2 separate regions of the Rattus norvegicus genome follow, and region 2 is linked to region 1. The links are chromatin contacts, called in public Hi-C maps. All regions are on one chromosome and are shown on one strand. The core of a region is the stretch at or near the end of the contact, and the rest is flanking DNA. Distances in the headings are between cores, read along the strand shown. Region 1 overlaps Ube4b (ubiquitination factor E4B). Region 2 overlaps Ctnnbip1 (catenin, beta-interacting protein 1).

Region 1 (4,750 bases), core at 727-3,226:
CCATGGGAGACTGGGAGGAAAGACCTGACTCCACACTGTGAACCTCTGACCACCAGAGTCATGCTGGGGTGTATGAGCTCCTCCTCCCCAGTAGTAATAAACTAAAGTCAAGCTTTGATATTTCCGCATCCTTCCCCGGCCTACACACACACCATCTTACCCCTACCTGCTGCACATCAGCCCCAAACCCTGTCTTAGAAAACCAAGGTCAGGCCTGGCAAGGTGGCTTAGCAAAGCCACTCACTGTCAAGCCTGATGACCTAAACTTAGTCCCCTGGAACTACAGAGTGGCAGGAAAGAAGCAACCACAACTCTGTAAGTTGTCCTTTGACCTGGCACACACAGACACACACAGAGACACACAGACACAGACATACATGCAGACACACACACACACAGACACATAGACACACAGACACACACCCAGACACAGACATATACACAGACACAGATATACATGCAGACAGACAGACAGACAGACAGACAGACACACACACACACACACACACACACACACACATACACCCTTACACAGGGGTGGGGAGAGACAAGGAGAGAGAGAGGTGTATCAGCCCCACCATAAGTAAGTGAAGATGATATTAAAAGGAAGAGGAAGGATAAAACCCAGAGCAAGCGAACAATGGTTTGGTGTCCCTTTCTCAGGAAAGCTGTCTTTGGCCACTGTCTAACGTACATAACACAGAGCCACACCTCTAGGCTCTACCCAACTGTGTGCTCTTTGTACCCCTGAGTTTCGATTTTGTTTTGATTTTGAGACAGAATCTTGCTGTATGAGGCCCAGGCTGGCCTCAGTTGTGGCGTCCACCTGTTTTTACCTCCCTAGTGCTGGCCTTACCACCATAGCACCGTGTCTTGTGTGCACCCATTTTGTCTGCCTCCCCTGATGGAGTAGGAACTCCAGGTCTGGGTCAGGAGCTGGTATTTGTTCCGCTCACTCCTGTGTCCCCCATGCCTGGCACTGGATCTAAGATGGGGTGAATTAGTGAGTGGGTCACAAAGAGAAAATGACCAGAACAACACAGGCATGTGTAGCTTAAAGACATTTCAAGAGATTATGACAATTGTCATTTTAAGAATAAAGAGTTGCCAGGTATGATGCTCACACCTTAAATCAGCACTCGAAAGGCAGGGGTAGATAGGTCTTTACGAATTCAGGGCCAGCCAGATCTACGTAGTGAGTTCTAAGCCAACCCTGTTGCAAATAAATAAGTATTAAATAAAGAAAAAAAAGCTAAGGGCTAGCAGGATGGCTCAGCGGGTGAACGCACTTGTCTATAAGGCTGACAACCTAAGCTCAGGCCTGGGAACTCCCAGGGAAAGAGAAAACCACGTCCTCCTCTTCACACATACCCCCTCACCTCTCTCTCTCTCTTAAACCTAACAATGAGAGACCCACTGTGCTGTCTCTGGCTCCTTGACATGGTGTTTATCCCCTTGTTCACAAGACTCATGCTGGACCCAGGAGAGCAGTGGTGTTTGTCACCAGTGTTAGAAGCCAAGTACAAGTGAAGATTACTCCTTCCCCTGAAACCAGCAAGTTTCTCCTTTCTCCTGAAGAGAAGTTTATAATCTCTGTACTATTCACTTTCTTCTCAAATTAAAAAGGGGGTAGGGCAAAAGACTTGGGACAGAACTGATGCCTGTGGAACTCCTGACGCTTCACCTCTCCCTCACCACCATGGCCCTTAAAGTCCAGTATCATACACCAATCCCAGAAGCCGTTTAACGTCTTCACTCAGTTACTCCTTTAAATCTAATAATGGAGAGAAAGACCTTTTAAGGAAACTACGAGTTCATTTGGAAATGAGCAGAGGGCTGTATGGGGACTGGTGTATTGTTGGTTGGGATCACGTCTTCTGTAGTGACGACATCCGTGCAGTAGGGGAGCATGGTTGTGGGTAGAGACAGAAAGGCAGACAGGTAGAGGGAGGGAGCTTATGTAAGTTGTTTGGAGTGATCATTGGCCACAAAGATCGATAAAGGAGGCCTTGGTGCAAGGTTGAGTGGGTTGCTAGGCAGCTGTTCTCACGGAAAGGTTGCGCTGGCCTTTCAGCAAGGACACGACTTCAGAGCCCTTACAGGACTTTGTTCCGGTGTGATTGCCCCTCCTGACCCCGTGGCCTCCCATCGCTTTGGGTTTTACACAGAAGACTGACAGTTACTGACACCGCGTTTCCTTCTCTTAAAACTCGATGCATATTTGCTGCACTACATCTGATTCCTGTGTGTGCACACGCGTGGGAGGTCAAGGGTGTCATTTCTCAGGTGCCAGCCACCATGTGTTGAATGAAGATTATGAGTGTTTTCAAGTCTGCCGTGGGCTAGGGGCAAGTGCTCAGCCTTGTGCAAACCCTGGCTTGGTTCCCCCTCCCCCACCCCTCCCCCCACCCAACTCACTCAGATATACACAGACACACGTATGCCCAGCTACCATGTTTTTGTTTGTTTTGTTTTGTTTTTTTTTAAATGATTTTATTTACTTAATGAATATGAGTACACTCTGTCTTCAGACACACCAGAAGAGGGCATCGGATCCCATTACAAATGGCTATGAGCCACCATGTGGTTGCTGGGAATTGAACTCAGGACCTCTGGAAGAGCAGTCAGTGCCCTTAACCGCTGAGCCATCTCTCCAGCCCCCTGTTTTGTTTTTTTTTTTTTTTTTTTTTTGTTCTTTTTTTCGGAGCTGGGGACCGAACCCAGGGCCTTGCGCTTCCTAGGTAAGCGCTCTACCACTGAGCTAAATCCCCAGCCCCTGTTTTGTTTTTTGAAGACAGGTTCTCAGTGTGTTTTCCCTGGCTGGCCTGGAACTCTGTGTAGACAAATGGCATCAAATTCAGATATCCTCCTGCCTCTGCCTCTCCGTTGCTGAGATAAAAGGCACCATGCCCAGCCACAAAACAAAACCCCCAGCATTATTGCTTTTGAAAAACGGGGTAATCCTTGTCTGTTGGTTACAGGGGTTATCCGCACTTCCCTGAATTTGCTTGTCGTGTTTTGTTTTACTCGGTAGTGTCTCTGGGTTGTGACAGTGACGTGGTAAATGCCGTGAGGTCATGCAGCCCACTTGGTGCGTGTGTAAGCCATGCCAGGTCTCAGGTCGGGTCTAAGTGCTCGTAGATTACTGAGAGTCGGGGTGCTGGAATAAAGTACCCAGGGAGAGCAGGAAAGAGTCCGTCTGTTCTAGTGATAGCCATGAGCCTTGGTAATAATAGGCAGTGTGGTCAGCAGGGTCCAGAATGGTGTGGGGGAGCAAGGCTGTGGACAGCACAGTCAGAGGCCAAGTCCTTAGGGCAAAAGTGGCCTTGGTGATTGATTGGTGCCGGGGCAGGGAAGTCCATTCTGTGTCCTCCAATTTTGAGTCTTCAGTGAGGTCCTTTACAGTCAGTTGTGCTCTTTGGGGATTTCAGCTGAGGGGAAGGCACTCTTGCAGCACAGTGCCTTTGCCTAAGGGTGGCACCAGGGGCCAGGGCAGACTTGTAGTCTTTGTTCTGTTACGAGCATCCTTTCTGTCTTACACTTGGTACAGGCAGGAGAGGGGAAGTTTGTGTAGTTCAGAACTGGCTTTCAGAAGAGCTTGCTGGGGATCAGGAGGCCTTGGTCTCCATCCAGTGAGATAGAAGTCGCCTAAACAAATAAGTAAATGAAGACAAACAGCTGGGCCGCCTCTGCCTGTAGACCCAGGCTCGGGAGGCAGAGGCAGGAAGATTTCCACAAGTTTGTGGCCCGTGGAGGCTACATAGTGAGATCTGTCTGTCTGAGAAAAAAAGAAACCACTAGGGGGCTGGAGAGATGGCTCAGGGGGCTGGAGAGATGGCTCAGCGGTTAAGAGCGCCCGACCGCTCTTCCAGAAGTCATGAGTTCAATTCCCAGCAACCACATGGTGGCTCACAACCATCTGTAAAGAGATCTGATGCCCTCTTCTGGTGTATCTGAAGACAGCTACAGTGTACTTATATATAATAAATAAATAAATCTTTAAAAAAAAAAAAAAAAAAGAAACCACTAACAAAGGCAGCTTCTGGCTAGAGGCAGAGACCCAGGCCGAGACCCAGGCCTGAGAGCAGTGGCCCCCAGACGCCCTGGAGGTTTCTCTTGGTCTTGGTTGGAACCTTTCTTCTTTGCTTGCACATTTGTTCCTAGGGCCACATTCATCCTCTTGTGAATTGGAGCCGGTGTCAGTGTCTTGCTAGTGACAGGTATGTCTGCACCGGTGGTCCCAGAGTCCTGCCATCTCCGCTGCTCACAGCCTTCCCGGCCTGATCTGAGGTCAGCTCTGCACAGCACTGCTGTCGCCCTTGTACCTGCCTCACAGGTAAATGGCCTGAAGGCAGAGGAGCAGTGCTGGGCACCAGGAGTCCTGGACAGCCCTCCTTTATGTGTGCACACATGTGCACAGAGATACACATTCACCAACAGCAGGTGGCATTTTTAACTTTAACAGAACTAGAGGGGCTAGAGAAGCCTTTCCTTTAGTCCCATTATTGTAGATAAACTGAGACACTAAACTTTTTTTTTTTTTTTTTTTTTTTTTTTTTGGTTCTTTTTTTCGGAGCTGGGGACCGAACCCAGGGCCTTGCGCTTCCTAGGTAAGCACTCTACCACTGAGCTAAATCCCCAGCCCCCTGAGACACTAAACTTAAATGAAAGATCAGTGTTCACAAAAATTACCCACTTGATGCCATGCCATAAATTTTGAAAACCTCTCAAAGCTGTGTGTATTGTGTAT
Region 2 (4,307 bases), core at 858-3,357, 150 kb before region 1:
GTAGAGTGCTTGCCTAGCAAGTGCAAGGCACTGGGTTCAGTCCTCAGCTCCGAAAAAAAAAAAAAAAAAAGAAAACCTGGGCTGTACCCAGTGTAGAGCATAGGCCGGCATACACGAGGCTTCTGGACTGATCCTCAACACCATAGGAACCATTTTTTCCCTACTAGCAACCCAGTATGTATCCCCTCGGTACATAGTGGGCATGGCCAATCCTGCCTGGTCCCAAGGTTCGGTTCCTCACCTGTCCTATTAAGGGTGGGAACCAGGGACATTTGCAGAGACTCAGAGACCCAATAACTCAGGATCATGTGGGAGGACAGAGTCCCTTGGAACTAGCTCAGAAGTCTGAAGTGCTCAGGTGGACCTGGCTTAGGAGCTAGGTGGAGAAACCCAGACCAGCCATCAAGAAGAAAAGGACTCCTTCCAGAGCCAGTGGGAAGGTGGGGTCGACCGTAAACACGCTTGGCTGCAGAGTACTTGAGCAGGCCTGCCGGGATGTAGTTTTGTGTGATACACGCACAGCCCCCAGGTGCTGGGCTGCTCAAGGTTCCCTGGAGGACTCTTCTGAGTTGGGGAAGCGACCCCTGTATCTAGGGCTGAGCCCACAACATGAAGGATAATGGGAATGGCAGCCTAGTGTGACTGACCTGCTTTCCTCCCCAGCAGCCTCAACACAGCAGACACCCTGCTCTGCTCTGCTCTCTGCTCTGCTCTCTGCTCTCTGCTCTGCTCTCTGCTCTGCTCTCTGCTCTCTGCTCTCTGCTCTCTGCTCTGCTCTCTGCTCTGCTCTCTGCTCTGCTCTCTGCTCTCTGCTCTGCTCTCTGCTCTGCTCTCTGCTCTGCTCTCTGCTCTGCTCTGCTCTCTGTTCTGTTCTGCTCTGCTCTCTGCTCTGCTCTGCTCTCTGCTCTGCTCTGCTCTCTGCTCTCTCCTCTCCTCTGCTCTCCTCTGCTCTCCTCTGCTCTGCTCTCTGCTCTGCTCTCTGCTCTGCTCTGCTCTCTGCTCTGCTCTCTGCTCTCTCCTCTCCTCTGCTCTCCTCTGCTCTCCTCTGCTCTGCTCTCTGCTCTGCTCTGCTCTCTCCTCTCCTCTGCTCTGATCTCTGCTCTGCTCTGCTCTGCTCTCTGCTCTGCTCTGCTCTCTGCTCTGCTCTGCTCTCCTCTGCTCTGCTCTGCTCTCTGCTCTCTCCTCTCCTCTGCTCTGCTCTCCTCTGCTCTGCTCTCTGCTCTGCTCTCTGCTCTGCGCTCTGCTCTGCTCTGCTCTCTGCTCTGCTCTCTGCTCTGCTCTGCTCTCTGTTCTGTTCTGCTCTGCTCTGCTCTCTGCTCTGCTCTGCTCTCTGCTCTGCTCTCTGCTCTCTCCTCTCCTCTGCTCTCCTCTGCTCTCCTCTCTGCTCTCTGCTCTGCTCTGCTCTGCTCTCTGCTCTGCTCTGCTCTCTGCTCTCTCCTCTCCTCTGCTCTGCTCTCTGCTCTCTGCTCTGCTCTCTGCTCTCTGCTCTGCTCTCTGCTCTGCTCTGCTCTCCTCTGCTCTCTGCTCTGCTCTCTGCTCTCCTCTCCTCTGCTCTGCTCTCTGCTCTGCTCTCTGCTCTGCTCTGCTCTGCTCTCTGCTCTGCTCTGCTCTGCTCTCTGCTCTGCTCTGCTCTCTGCTCTGCTCTCTGCTCTGCTCTCTGCTCTGCTCTCCTCTGCTCTCCTCTGCTCTCTGCTCTGCTCTGGTGGCTGCTCCTGTCTGGACATGCCACGGGCCACTCAAGTATCTTTTTTTTTTTTAATTTGAGACAGGGTTTCTCTGTGTAGCCCTGGCACTCCTAGAACTTGGTCTGTAGAACAAGCTGGCCTCCTGGGATTAAGGGTGTGACCTACACTGCCTGGCTCACTAAAATACTGTACAGCCCCAACCAAGCATGAAAGCCTACCAGAAAAGGACCATGAGGAGACGCTGCTCAGAACACTGTGCTAGAGAGTCAGGTGGGGCTCTCGGAGGGGAGGAGGCTCCACAAGAAGCAAGGGGACAGGGAGCTAGCAGCCCAGCAGCCCAGCAGCCCAGCAGTGAGGCTCCTGGGCACCTCGGTGTGGTCAAGGGCAATTACTTCCTGATCCCCAAACACTGCCTGCTAGCTGGAAGTCATACAAGAAACAGCTGTCAACAGTCAAACACTATGTATCGATCCCTGGCACAGGCCCTGCTCTACAATAAACACCGGAGTGAAGGTTTGACTGTGAGGATCCCTTTTGCATGTAGAGATATCAGGCCCTTTGAGCCACCTCTTCCTGTTAAGGGCCGGCCCACCAGTCCCTGCACAGTTGTCCCTGACAGGGACAGAAATCTCAGAACATTGAGCAGTTTCGTGGTCCCTGAACTAGGTGCTGAGCAGACAGGGAACAGGCTGAAGGTTAAGGGATGCAATAACCAGACCCTCTGTGGTTGCACAAGGCTCCAGACACTCTACCTCGTCCTCCTCCCTCCAGGCCTAGAAAGACATCACCACCTGCCTTGTTGGATCCCCATTGCTGGGACCAGACAGGAGCCTGTGCATGGGAAGGAACACTGTCTGCTCCCCTTTTCCTGAACTCCCAGGCCACCCATTCAGCTTTGTGCCTGGCCCTTGGCTCACCCTGGTCGATGGAGTGCTGTGGCAGCTGGCTGAGCTGGCTGTTGACGACCCCTGCATAGGTGCGCAGGAATTCCTCCTCGCTGGCAGTCAGCTGCAGGGTGAAAGCGCTGAGATGAGAGAGGAGCGTGGACCCCGCACTTGCTGCCCCTGCACCTCCCCTCTTGCTCCTTGCCCTCTATGCCTGGCATCTGTCCCAGCAGTCACATCCTGCTCCCGTCCTGGTCCCCGACATTCACATGCCTGCCACTCTGGATCTAGATCAGTGTCTACTCTGGGGTGGGGTAGATATGAAAGCCCAGTCCCCGGCCACACACCAATGGCCATCAGCAGTCTCGGGTTTCTCCATTTCTTTTTCAAAAGATGCCCTGTGCTTGCTCTACTGCTCTCTCCAGTGGTCGCCCTGCCCAGCTGCCCCGTATCTGCCCCAGGAGAGAAGCCTCTCTGAGGTCACTGAGGATCAGAAAGGAGGGGTAAAGTCCTCACCGTCCCTGCCCAAAATAAAAATGGAGTGGAAAGATAACCTCAGCAATGCTCCCTAAAGTGAGCGTGTGGGCTCTGCGTTGGGGATTCCTGAACTGGCAGCAGAGAGATTAATCCACAGGCCCACAGCCCTCCCCAGGAAGTAACTGCAGCTGTACCTTCCCTCCTTCAGGGCAGCAGGCCCTGCTCCTGGACAGCCCCCAGGCACTCACATTTGACCCCATCTTCCTCAGCATGAGCAGCACGCGGACCTTCTGCTGAATGTACATCTCCTCCGGACTCTTCCCGGGTGCTCCCTCACGGTTCATCCCCGTGGCCCAGTTCTGGGGACCCCTGTAAGGAGACGGGGAACATTATGGGGAGACTATCAGGATGAGATATACTCTAATACCAACCCTTGTAAGTGATGCAGCCCTTTCTCAAACAGACCCTCCCCAGTAGGGACCTCATTTCTGAAAGCACAGGAGAGGTTGTAGGGGAGGTGGTGGGCCCTCCATGCCTTCTGACCTGAGGCCCAGGTAGTACAGCTGAGGAGCTCTTATTCCAGAGCAGAGGCTGCGGGGAACAGCCAAGGTTTCTATTCAGAGCCACAGGACGAATGAGAAACGAAGCCCCAAGAGTTCTAGGTTTTCAATGCAAGGAGCAAGCACAAGTAAAGGGACTTGATCAGAGGTGGCTCTCTGGGGCCCTGGGCTTAAGAAACCCAGAGATCAGTAACAATACCCTGTGCAAAGCCCCTACTGAACTCAAGTGGCCAGCTCCTGGGCAAGGCACCAAGGAGTCCCTCTAGAGGGTCTTCCCAGGGCACTGGAAGGGCTGCCATAGCCACCCTCTCACACCCACCCCACCTGTTTGAGGACAGCTCCTGAAGATAGCTGTGAAGGCCAGCGGCTGTGCCCAGGTGTCACTGGCCTGAGCTACAGCCAGCCCGAGAGAGCAGCCCAGAGCCTCCTCCTCCAGAAGGAGCTGGGGGAGAGAAGGAGGATCTAGGGGTTTGGGTTACACACTTGAACTCTTGGACAAGTCAGAAATAACGCAGCAGCTGGTGGGGCGGGGCCTTGGCAGCCCTGCTACCAAGGAGCTGCACTCGGGGAATGAGGGAGCGTGGGACTGACAGGCTAAGGACAGTCCTCACACCATCCACTCTCAGTGGCCCATGAGTCCTAGACGGGGACATGCTGGACGAGGCACTACTCCATGCCAAGGGCGTACCCGGGAATGTGCC

The links. Hi-C and Micro-C count contacts between places; a contact is called where the count stands out from the background.
Region 2: a contact with region 1 is called in a Hi-C map of liver, with 2.5 times the contacts expected there. The contact joins two enhancer-like sites. A contact is called at or near these places in 9 of 12 Hi-C or Micro-C datasets (the A7r5 cell line, the Rat2 cell line, Schwann cells and 5 more).

Annotation. Positions count from the first base shown.
Region 1 is chr5:165,116,272-165,121,021 of GRCr8, reverse strand. The region is part of intron 2 of Ube4b (ubiquitination factor E4B); the gene reads left to right. Among named protein-coding and RNA genes, the nearest start is that of Ube4b, 35 kb to the left of the region's middle. Within about 2 kb of position 1,976, at least 3 of the 93 cell types and tissues checked have an H3K27ac peak or open chromatin away from gene starts, as enhancers often do. A contact at or near this core is called in liver, where this site is marked.
Region 2 is chr5:165,271,336-165,275,642 of GRCr8, reverse strand. Ctnnbip1 (catenin, beta-interacting protein 1) reads right to left here. Exons shown (of 5, transcript NM_001173388.1): 3 at 3,295-3,415; 4 at 2,603-2,693. The coding sequence starts at 3,390. Among named protein-coding and RNA genes, the nearest start is that of Ctnnbip1, 28 kb to the right of the region's middle. Within about 2 kb of position 2,107, at least 3 of the 93 cell types and tissues checked have an H3K27ac peak or open chromatin away from gene starts, as enhancers often do. A contact at or near this core is called in liver, where this site is marked.